Regions from separate parts of the Triticum aestivum genome. Here region 2 is linked to region 1. A link is a contact called in public Hi-C data. All regions are on one chromosome and are shown on one strand. The core of a region is the stretch at or near the end of the contact, and the rest is flanking DNA. Distances in the headings are between cores, read along the strand shown. Region 1 holds the start of LOC123087739 (post-GPI attachment to proteins factor 3). Region 2 holds the start of LOC123087741 (G-type lectin S-receptor-like serine/threonine-protein kinase At1g34300).

What was found. Hi-C and Micro-C count contacts between places; a contact is called where the count stands out from the background.
Region 2: a Hi-C map of leaf shows a contact between it and region 1, with 4 times the contacts expected there. The contact joins the promoter of LOC123087741 here to the promoter of LOC123087739 in region 1. A contact is called at or near these places in 3 of 5 Hi-C or Micro-C datasets (leaf and root).

The regions. Positions count from the first base shown.
Region 1 is chr4A:627,836,692-627,841,675 of IWGSC CS RefSeq v2.1, reverse strand. It overlaps LOC123087739 (post-GPI attachment to proteins factor 3), which reads left to right and starts at 2,546. Exons shown (of 6, transcript XM_044509839.1): 1 at 2,546-2,936; 2 at 3,071-3,327. The coding sequence starts at 3,221.
Region 2 is chr4A:627,985,285-627,990,268 of IWGSC CS RefSeq v2.1, reverse strand. It overlaps LOC123087741 (G-type lectin S-receptor-like serine/threonine-protein kinase At1g34300), which reads right to left and starts at 1,949. Exons shown (of 1, transcript XM_044509840.1): 1 at 1-1,949. The coding sequence starts at 1,700.

The DNA of each region.
Region 1 (4,984 bases), core at 1,297-3,796:
GTCGAATCTATAAATTTGGGTTGAATACTCTACCCTCGAAAACCATTACGATCCCCTATACTTGTGGGTTATCAATTATTAGCTAAATAAGCAACTGACCTCATGGAAGTGCCCCCGGTATCCAATTTTATGCCCAAATACGTGTCGAAGCTCCATTATTGCTCCTTCTCATGAGACCTTGAGAGAGCACGTCTCTACCTTCTACTATTGAATGCCATATTTGAGAGGGATTGGAACCCACTTCCGTAGAAAGAATAGTACCAATGGGAAATTAAATAGACTTTATCACCCAAGCACACATGGAATCAAGGCTAGTTAGGATACGCCAAGCTTGTCGAGCCAAAAGAGCGAGGCTAAAAAGTTCGGATGTGTCATTGATCTCCATGATACCCAATGTGATTTCCATTGGCCTTCCTTGCTGCCCCCAAAAAATTGACTGATGAGTTTGTTCATATGTTCACATAATCCCCGAGGTAGCTTGAAACATGACATTGAAAAGATGAGAACTGCTTGTGCCACTGATCTAAAAAGTATCTCCTTGCAAGCGACGGAAATTGCTTTTTTCTACCCATCTATTCGCTTTCCCCCACAATCTATCTTTCACATATTTAAAGGTACTTGACTTAAGAGATAAATATTAATATGAGATATAGTTTTGAAGATCCCGTCACGAGAAATCCAATGGGCAAAATGATTCGGTAATTGGATGCACGGTTCCATTGATAAATGCTCCCAATTTTTAAAAAATGTTCTCAAATTTAAAAATTATTCATGAATTTGAAATAATGTTCCCAAATTTCGAATCGGAATTTCAAAAAATGTTCTCAAATTTGAAACAAATGTTCTGAATTTTAAAATGCTCACATATTTAAAAAATTCTCACAAATTTATTTTTTTTACATTTCAATACATGTTCCTATTTAAGAAAATTTGCAAACTTTTCTTGAATTCTAAAAATGTTCGTGATTTTTGAAAAAAAGTTTCAAAAAATGGTCATGAAACAAAATAATAATAATAATAACTAAAATAATTAAAGAAAAATTAAAAAAGAAACCGAAAAAAAGAAAACCCATAGAACCTTCCCAAAACTGACGGGAAGCACAGAGAAAACCATGCGAACTGGGCTGGCCCAGTATGGTTTGTGGTTGCAAGGGGGTGCATGTTTGGTCGATATCTATAGACCTATGGGGGAGATAGGGACAACGCCGATTGGGAGCTCTCCGGATTTTGTGTATTTTTCTTCAAAATCACTAGTTAAGGGTTACGTCTTGCAAAGTTTACTTCCCCATTTTCTCTGGTTTGACCAATGGGGCACTGCATGTGCATCAGTTGTCGGAACCTGATTTTTTTCCTTTTTTGTATAGATTCATTTTTCCAAGATGTTTTATCTCTTGATCCGTGCGTCCAAATACCAAATCATTTTCAACAATGGATTTCTCATGTTGAAATATTTGAAACTAGATCTCATGCTAATTAGTTTCCACAAAAAAAATTCCACACAAAAGACAAGAAATAAAAAACTAAGAGCTGAAAAAAATCCAAATAACAAAATTCAAAAAAACAAATAATAAATTATTCATGAAAAAAATGAATACTGAAAAAGGGAAGAGAAAACCCGAAGCCTAGAAGCGTGGTTGAGGGGTTTCCCTTTTTTCTGGAAGCACATGATGTGTTTTTCCTCTTTTTTTTGGAGAAGCACATATACGAAAGTTTGTACTTCCACACAAAGAAAATTTGTGCTTCTCACAAAATCACAAATTTTCTTTCCCTCAAGAAACACAACTGTGCTTCTTGCGGAAGCAAATCTGTGCTTCTCACAAAAACACAATTTTTCTTTCCCTCGGAAAACACAATTGTGCTTCTCGCGGAAGCAAATATGTGCTTCTCGTGAAAACATTTTCCCCTGAAGCATAGCTGTGCTTCACATTTTTTCCCTTCAAAACATCAGAAAAAATAGGCAGAAAATGAAAACAGAAAACCTCCCAGAAAAATCTCATGTTAACCCCAAAAACGTGAATAAAAAAATACATGGAACGCACCCAACACGTAACATGTGGCGACAACTGAACGCACTACTTGGCGCACCCTTGGAGGTCCCCGCAAGGGGTAACCTTAGTTAGTTATTTTCTTTTTCTTTCCTGGGTGTGGTGTGGGGGTCTTGACTGAGACCTCCTTTTGTTCATAGGATAGGAATATCATAATAATCAGAAAATCATAGGAAGTGTGATGAAATGTATCTCAATTCTTATAAAAAAATGAATGTCATTTGATGCATAGGTTATGATTTTTTTTCATTTCTCCCAGTCTAATGTTTTTTCTTTGAAATGTGAAGAATTAGTTTCTATCCTACTGCATAGTAATAATATAATCATTTCCTACAACCCCCCAAAACGAAATTCTTTGAAAATCCTGTGCTATAAAATTCCTACACAATTCGCACAAATCAAAGAAGGCCCGAGTGGGCTTTTTCCCATCAGCCCAAGGGCCCGTCTGGTTAGCGAAAATGGCCGACCCCCAACGAACAAATCAATCAATAGCCCAATCCTTTTTTCATTCTCCTCTCCCATCACCATCTCCGACTGCGCCGCCACGACCAGGAGCCATCTCCCAGCCTCGCTCACTCCGCCGTCCACCGCCGCCGCGCCGCTCCCCTTCGTCGGCCCTCACCAGAGCCGCCTCCGCCGGCCTCCACCAGACCACCGCCGCTCCCTCCGCTCCGCTCCGTGAGCCCGCCTTTGACCCGGCGGCGAGGACTGCTCCTCTCCTTCCCCGGACGGTTCCTCCCCGTCCCCCGACTCCACCCTCAGCTCTCTGGCTCTCTCAGGCGCCAGTCTAGTCAGCAGCCAGCGGCGAGGCACGGAGGCAAGCCGGCGGCAGCTCGCCGCTTTAGATCTCCACTTCGCCCTCGCAGGCTGCGGCAGCAGCACCCACCCAAGGTACGCTCCTGGTGCCATTGCCTTACTGAAGGTGATCTACAGACTACAGTACAGCTAGCTAATGATTTGATTATTCAATTTTACACTTACTAAAAGCCTAATTCTATCCCTCTGGAACTTGGGAGTTGGAACAGGGCATCAACATTCTCTGTCAATTGGAACTCGTTGCAGTGCTACTCCTTGTCGTCCTCTCCCCTTTACTCCTGGACTGCCGTGGAGTGAAGATCCATCTAGCTGGTTGCGGCGAGGGGTTCGCGGACTCTGACCCAGGCGTGCCATCCGGGATGGCCGGAAGTAGCCTCTGGGTAGTTCGATTGGCTTCCCTTCTTGCAGTCGGATTCGTGGTCGGCTCCGTCAAGGCCAGTCCGGGAGATGCTCATCCGCAGTACAGGTGAGACGAAGCATTGCTGACTCATCCCATGTTGCACATGATGTACCATTGCGCCTGGCTGTCGTTTATTTTCCTATATACCTTATTCCAGGCCTTGCTGGATAAGTTGGTTCTCGAATTTTGTTAGGTTTTCTAATGCGAAAGTGGGCCTAGCTGGGTTTTGGTTGATGCTTATTGCTTGTAATTGTAGTAATTAAGTCTCAGATATATCGGATAGTAGCATTGTTCGTCTTCTAAATATATATATCTAGATGCGTAATTGGGTTAATTTCGGCTGATGTTTCGTCATCTTACCTAGTTGGTTAAAAATATTAAATCTCTCTTTCTATCTCCAAACTGTGATATCTTAGCCTTATTGGTATGCATGTACTGGAGTCCACAATTGACTATCCTACAGTTTGATTGAAAATATCTGAATAGGAAAACCAGACACTGTCAATCTAAGATGGTTATTGTTTGACTTCAACTTGACAATGGAATAATAGAACCTTAAAGTATTCCTGTCCGTCAGATGAACAATTAGTCAAGTTTCAGCTACCACACCCTACTTATTCTAGTGTAATTAGTAAATTGGTTCAAAGGTGGATTGACTAAAGTGGATAAAGTGACAAACACTCAAATGGAGGGAGTAATATGCGAGAAAATAGTGCCATACATTGAGTTACATAATTTTCAATCCCATTTTAGATGCTTTTGATTAGATGCACAAAGATTAAGTGGTGATACATGATTGGTATTCTTGCCATGGTAGTAAATTAGTCCATCATAATTTCTCCTTCTCTAACTTAATATAAGACATTTGTCAAAAAACGTCTTATATTAAGTTACGGAGGGAGTATTAGATAGACAGAGAGACTGCAGGTCAAACAATTAATTATTGGACTCCAAAAAGAAGGCACACACTCTTTATGAAAGTCAAGTTTGACCATGAATTTAACTAATAAGATTATACCATTAAGTTTGTATCTGAAAGAATTTTCCAATGGTATAATTTTTAAGTTACATGGCTTATGTATTATTGGTCTAATTGGCGGTCAAAGTTAAATCTCGAAAAGTGTGGGCGGCATCTTTTTAGAGTTGGAGGGGGAGTACTTACTATATTTCGGGGAAAAACATTAAGCTATACGCGCTTACTTGGTAATTGGTTATCATTGCATGGATATATTTTCTTACCTAAGCTGTGCACAAATGATTCTTCTAGCAAGTGGTTGAACTATACATTGTTAACAAAACATAGTATGTCTTTTTAGACGTTTGTTTGGTTATGAAAATTGTTACAGGCCAACTCATTTTTGCAACAGTTGCTGTGGATACCGACCACCTTTAGTAACTGTTGTGGCATCGTTGCCTCAGTTTTTGTTGGAATTTTTTCTTTTTATTGGTCTTGATTTGTGCTACATATTGTAGAACCATTGGTTAGGAGTTATACATTGTGTGAGGGGCTGTACTAGTTTGTGTTCATGAGGTGCTGTCATCTGCCGTCGTCTCATGAATGGCATGTCTGAACAAACCAGTTTAACTATGACACTTGAAGAATTGCATGTGTGCGCAATTGTTCATCTTCATCCTTGTTGAACTCTCTGACCGGGGTCATACTTTCCAATGATTTATTTTTATTTTGGAGTGACATACTACTACATGGTTTGTGGTGCCATTT
Region 2 (4,984 bases), core at 700-3,199, 150 kb before region 1:
AGCCGGTGCCGGCCCTCGGAGCAGAAGCCGATGAGGCGGACCAGGTTGAGGTGGTGCGTGCTGCTGATGGTGGCCACCTCCATCCGGAACTGCTTCTCCCCCTGCTCGATCCCCTCCAGCTGCTTCACGGCCACCACCGTCCGGTTCGCCAGCACGCCGCGGTACACCGCGCCGAACCCGCCGGCGCCCAGCTTCTCCTTGAACCCCTTGGTTGATCTCTGCAGCTCGCGGTACGAGAACTGCACCGGCGCGCCGGACGCGTACTCCAGCAGCGCGTACTGCGCCGACGCCGGCCCGTACTTCGGGCTGTTCCGGCAGAACACCCACCACAGCGCCCACTCGGCCAGCACCAGCCCGGACACCACGCCGAGGACGACCAGGGCCACGACCCACCCGCGCAGGCCGGAGGACCCCGAGGAGGACGAGTCGCCGGTGCTGAGGGGCGGGTTGGGCTCGCCGGGGAAGCAGACCTTGACGAAGGACGTGCTGGGGAGCGACGCCGACTGGTAGGCGCTGACGAAGTTGGAGACCTTGAGGAAGCAGAGGCCGGAGCCGTCGGAGAGCGCGGTGGAGGCGACGCAGGAGCTGCCGGAGAGGCAGTTGAGGCGGCATGCGGTGATGCCGACGAAGAACTGCTCGGTGGTGATCTCCGGCGTGTAGGTGAGGAACTGCGTGTTGTCGAGCTGGAGCATGGTGGAGTTGCCCGGGCAGTTCTGGAGCTCCACCTTGCGCTTGCAGCCGCTGCGGGGGTTGGAGGCGTCGTTGAGCTGGAAGTTCCGCGACGGGCACCCGCACACCGGCGACGTGCCGTTGTAGCCGCACACGCCCATGTTGCCGCAGTAGCCGAACACCTCGCACTGGTCCGCCACCGCGGACCACTGCTCCGTGGCCGTGCCGCTGCCGCGCCCGGCGCTGTAGGCGCGGAAGTTGCCGTCCGAGTCGAGGCGCACGAAGCGCAGCATGTCGCCGCTCTCGCCGTAGTTGCTGCTGTAGGCGACGACGACGGGGGCGTTGAGCGTGCCGTCGGTGAGGGAGACGATGCCGTTGGTCTGCATCGTGAGCGTCGGGGAGCTGAGCGTCTTGTTGGCGGTGAAGGTGGAGTTGTACCCCTTGTTGAAGTAGGTGACGGTGGCGGAGCCGGCGGTGGCCCACCTGAGCGTGAGGTTGCCGGTGGCGCGGTCGACGGCGAAGACGTAGGGGCCCGAGGTGAGGTTCATGCCGGAGGCGAAGTTCTGGGACATGACCACGGTGTCCGTGGGGTGGTCGAAGGACTGCCACAGGGCGCCCCCCGTGGAGTTCTTGAGCACGAGGTTGCCGCTCTCCTGGAGGGCGGCCGCGGAGACGCCCTGGCCGGCGGTGCCGGACGACCAGAGCACGGCGCCGGAGCCGTTGACCAGCTGCAGGTCGCCGGTGGAGGAGAGGCGGAGCGAGCCCCCCGAGTCTACGGGCGCGCCGGCGCCCGCGGACCAGACGGAGATGCCGCCGGCGTAGGTGACGGCGGCGACGGAGAGCGAGGGCGCGGTCGGGGACGGCGCGAAGGCGAGGGAGAAGGTGGAGTTGGGCGAGGACCACGCGGCCGAGTTGCCGCCCGGCGAGAGGGTGGAGCCCAGGGGCATGTCCTTGCCATGGGACAGGAAAGGGAGCAGCAGGAGCAGGAAGCAGCGGCAGAGGACGGCGAGATCCCCCCGTGAAGGCCGCATCTTTGTTGGACGGAGAGCGGATTCTTGCGCCGGGAGGTGCAGCGGAGGAGCTAGCGGGGGCTATGTAGCTCGGCTTCCCCTCTCATGGCGTCAACTGCGGCTGTGAATCGGGAATTGGGCAGAGGGGGAGAGGCAGGGGAGGGGAGGGGCTGAGCGTGAGCGAGGGAGGGAGGAAGGGAGGAGGAACTAGCCGGAGCAGGACAGCGACTGTGACGCACACTGACCGTTCGGTCAAATTCCCGTATGTTCTTTCTTTTTTTTAATTTTCATCCGGGGGTGATTCCTCACCTGAATTGTTTTCATTTTGTCTATAAGGCTTTGCAGCCCGTCGCAAGATAGGTTCAAGTGAACCAGAAGTACATGAGATACAAGGAGTAGAGATAAAGCAAAATAACACACACTGACCACACACATAACAGAGGAGAACAATGAGGGAGAACTCAACACCACACAACACACCAAAGAGCACCGTCAATGAAATCGAACGGCATCAGCCAGCCGAGTCCAAGCCATGACACTGCATCGTCGACGCAATCGAAAGGCTCCGCGCATCCGAAACTGCACAACGTCGCGACACCACCTGTGTCGAGGGGCACATTCGAAGGGGCACGCGAGGCCGAGACGACGCCACGATACCTGTGTGCCACCAGCATAGTCGAAGGGCATCGCCTAGCAGACCAAACCACGACACTGCACCGTCGACACAATCGAAAGGCGCCACGCATCCGAGACTGCACAACGCCGCGACACCACCTGTGTCGGGGGCACATTCGAAAGGTCACGCGAGGCCGAGACGACGTCACGGCACCTGTGTGCCACCGGCGTAATTGCTGGGCACCGCACTAGCAGAGACACACCAAGAAGCACTCCGCACGAACACCACCGAAGAAGAGCACAAAACAACCGTCGACCCCGAGCCGGCCGCACCACCACCACCGAGCCGCCACCCCGCAAACATCAACGACACCACCTCCAACCACTGGTCTTTGTAGCCAAGCCAAGCTCCAAGACGAGGCCCTCATCAGGGAATGTGACGTTGAGCACCACCATCGTCTGACCCAGGAGACCCGGACCGAAGTTTCCTCCGGAGCATCACAGGCAAGGAGGCGAGCACAGCAACACGACGCCTTCAACAAAGGGATAGTGCAAAGCACTACCGTCGTTGGCTTTGACCGCAACCGAAGCTCGGCTTTCACCGGCTGTGTCACCACCCCCACCCAATAGCCTGGAATCCACCAAGACGCCCTCCGCCAGCAATGTAGAAGAGGAAGCCACAGCCTGCCCACGAACAGAAGCTGCCACACCACGCGGAGCCTCCAAATGCAGGCACCGAACCGAGCAGAGCTCGATCCAAGGCTAGGCAGACTAGTGCCTGCTTGGCGTCGTGGTCACCGCACATCTCGTGCGTCGACGCCGACGCGAACACAGACCCCATGCCAGGGCCTAGCTGGCCGGAAGAGCCGAGTCGCGCCCAACTTGCAGCAGATGAACCCCAGCCTCCTGCGCAGACCCACCGCGGCCCTCAAGCCGAGGGGGATGGCCCCGTCGCCGCCTTCACGTCCGAGGAAGGAGGCCAGCCACCGAGCAGCCGCAGCTGCCACGCGCGCCGTGGGTGCCCCCAGCTTCTCGCGCCCGATTGGATCTGAGGCGCAGCAAAAAATCGTACGGGAGCCGCAGACCCGATTGGATCTGAGGGAGAAGGACGCCCGTCTCGCGCCGGCTGGCCGCAGGTGACAACCGGAAGGCAGCTGGTGCACACAGAGGCAGAAGGCAGGGCACCGAGGTCGGCCGCGGCGTGCCGGAGCGCTAGCCAGAGCACCGACGCGTGAGACCTCAGGACTGAGCTCCGCCGTGCCCGAGAGCAGCCATGCGCCGCAGCAAGGTCCCCGCCGCCGCCGTCAGCCTCACGGCTTCGCGTTATGGCGTCGTCCGGCGGCGGCGGAGAGGGGGACGGCCGGATTTTTAGTGGCGGCGGCTAGGTTTTGCAGGTTCCGCCCGAGTCGCCCACACGGAAGCGACGCGGGGCGCGGGGGAAAACTAAACCGAATCGGTTTTTGCGCGAAGAAATCCCGTATGTTTGTAGCAGTAATTAAGAGCTCTGTAGACCAATGCGAATTTTAGCCGAGTAAAATGCACACTTGTTTGGGCTTGTAATTTATTATAGTTCACAAACTTGTTTGGGATCGTGACATCCAATGCTCTTATATTCCATATATTTCCATTGGATGACATACAATCATTCAAATTTCCTGCCTAACTAATGAACAAACGGCTGTTTATGCTACCAGTGGTTAGTTGGAGTAGTATAATTATGGCCTATGCTAATCAACTGCTGACACCAACCAAAAACAAATAAGGTATAGTAGAATGGTCAAGGTGTCTCCGGACCAGACGAAACAAGTGGGCGAGCATGGCCGGTGAGCTCAAGACCAAGCCCACCCACACACCTCTCTAATGTCAGCTGTTCTGAGTGATCTCAGCCGTTCAAGATCCCACGGAGGGCCCTGACGAGCCGGTGGCGACTGCACCATCGACACGTACGCTTGACTTGGTGGCACCTGCACCGCTGGTCGCCGGTCGGAGGGTCAACAGGGGCGGCTTGTGGACGATCGAGCAGCCCACTAATTATATTTGGTTACAAACCAAATGAACTTCTTTTGGTAACACCGTCATTTTTTTTCACCATCTTGTTTGACTGTCGTTGGGTTAATTTTTACTGGATGAGCGTGCACGCTCGTCGGTGACAATGCAAAACAAAATAACCTACCAGCGTCAAAAGTATTGAATATTTGTATTGACTTTGACATCGGGGATTGAGATTTTTTATACAGTAGCAGAACTTTATGTGAGGATCCAGGCTAGCTGAGCAGAACATGGTCTTACGCGTACAACAACGATGTCAGTATGTCACGATCACAGCCATCAACTTACATCCGTATGATAGTATTCAACATAATCTTACACTGTTGGGTCATTACGACCAAGTCCTGCACATGAGAGCCAGGTGGGAGAAACATCAAATAAGGCCATGTTTGGAAATTGGAATACAGACTACCAAACCAACATAGGACGCCCCAAACCCCTCCTCAAACGCCTAGACAAACACTCAGATCATTGACAAATAAAAGTAATCCAATCTAGACGGGCGTCTTAAACCGGCCTCAAACGCCTGAGCCTCGTATCCAGCCCAAATGAAACGGATATGGGGTGGCCCAAGCGTGACCGGGCGCGCCTGTCACGTAGAACCCGACCCACACTAGCCCACCCAATCCCACATATATCCA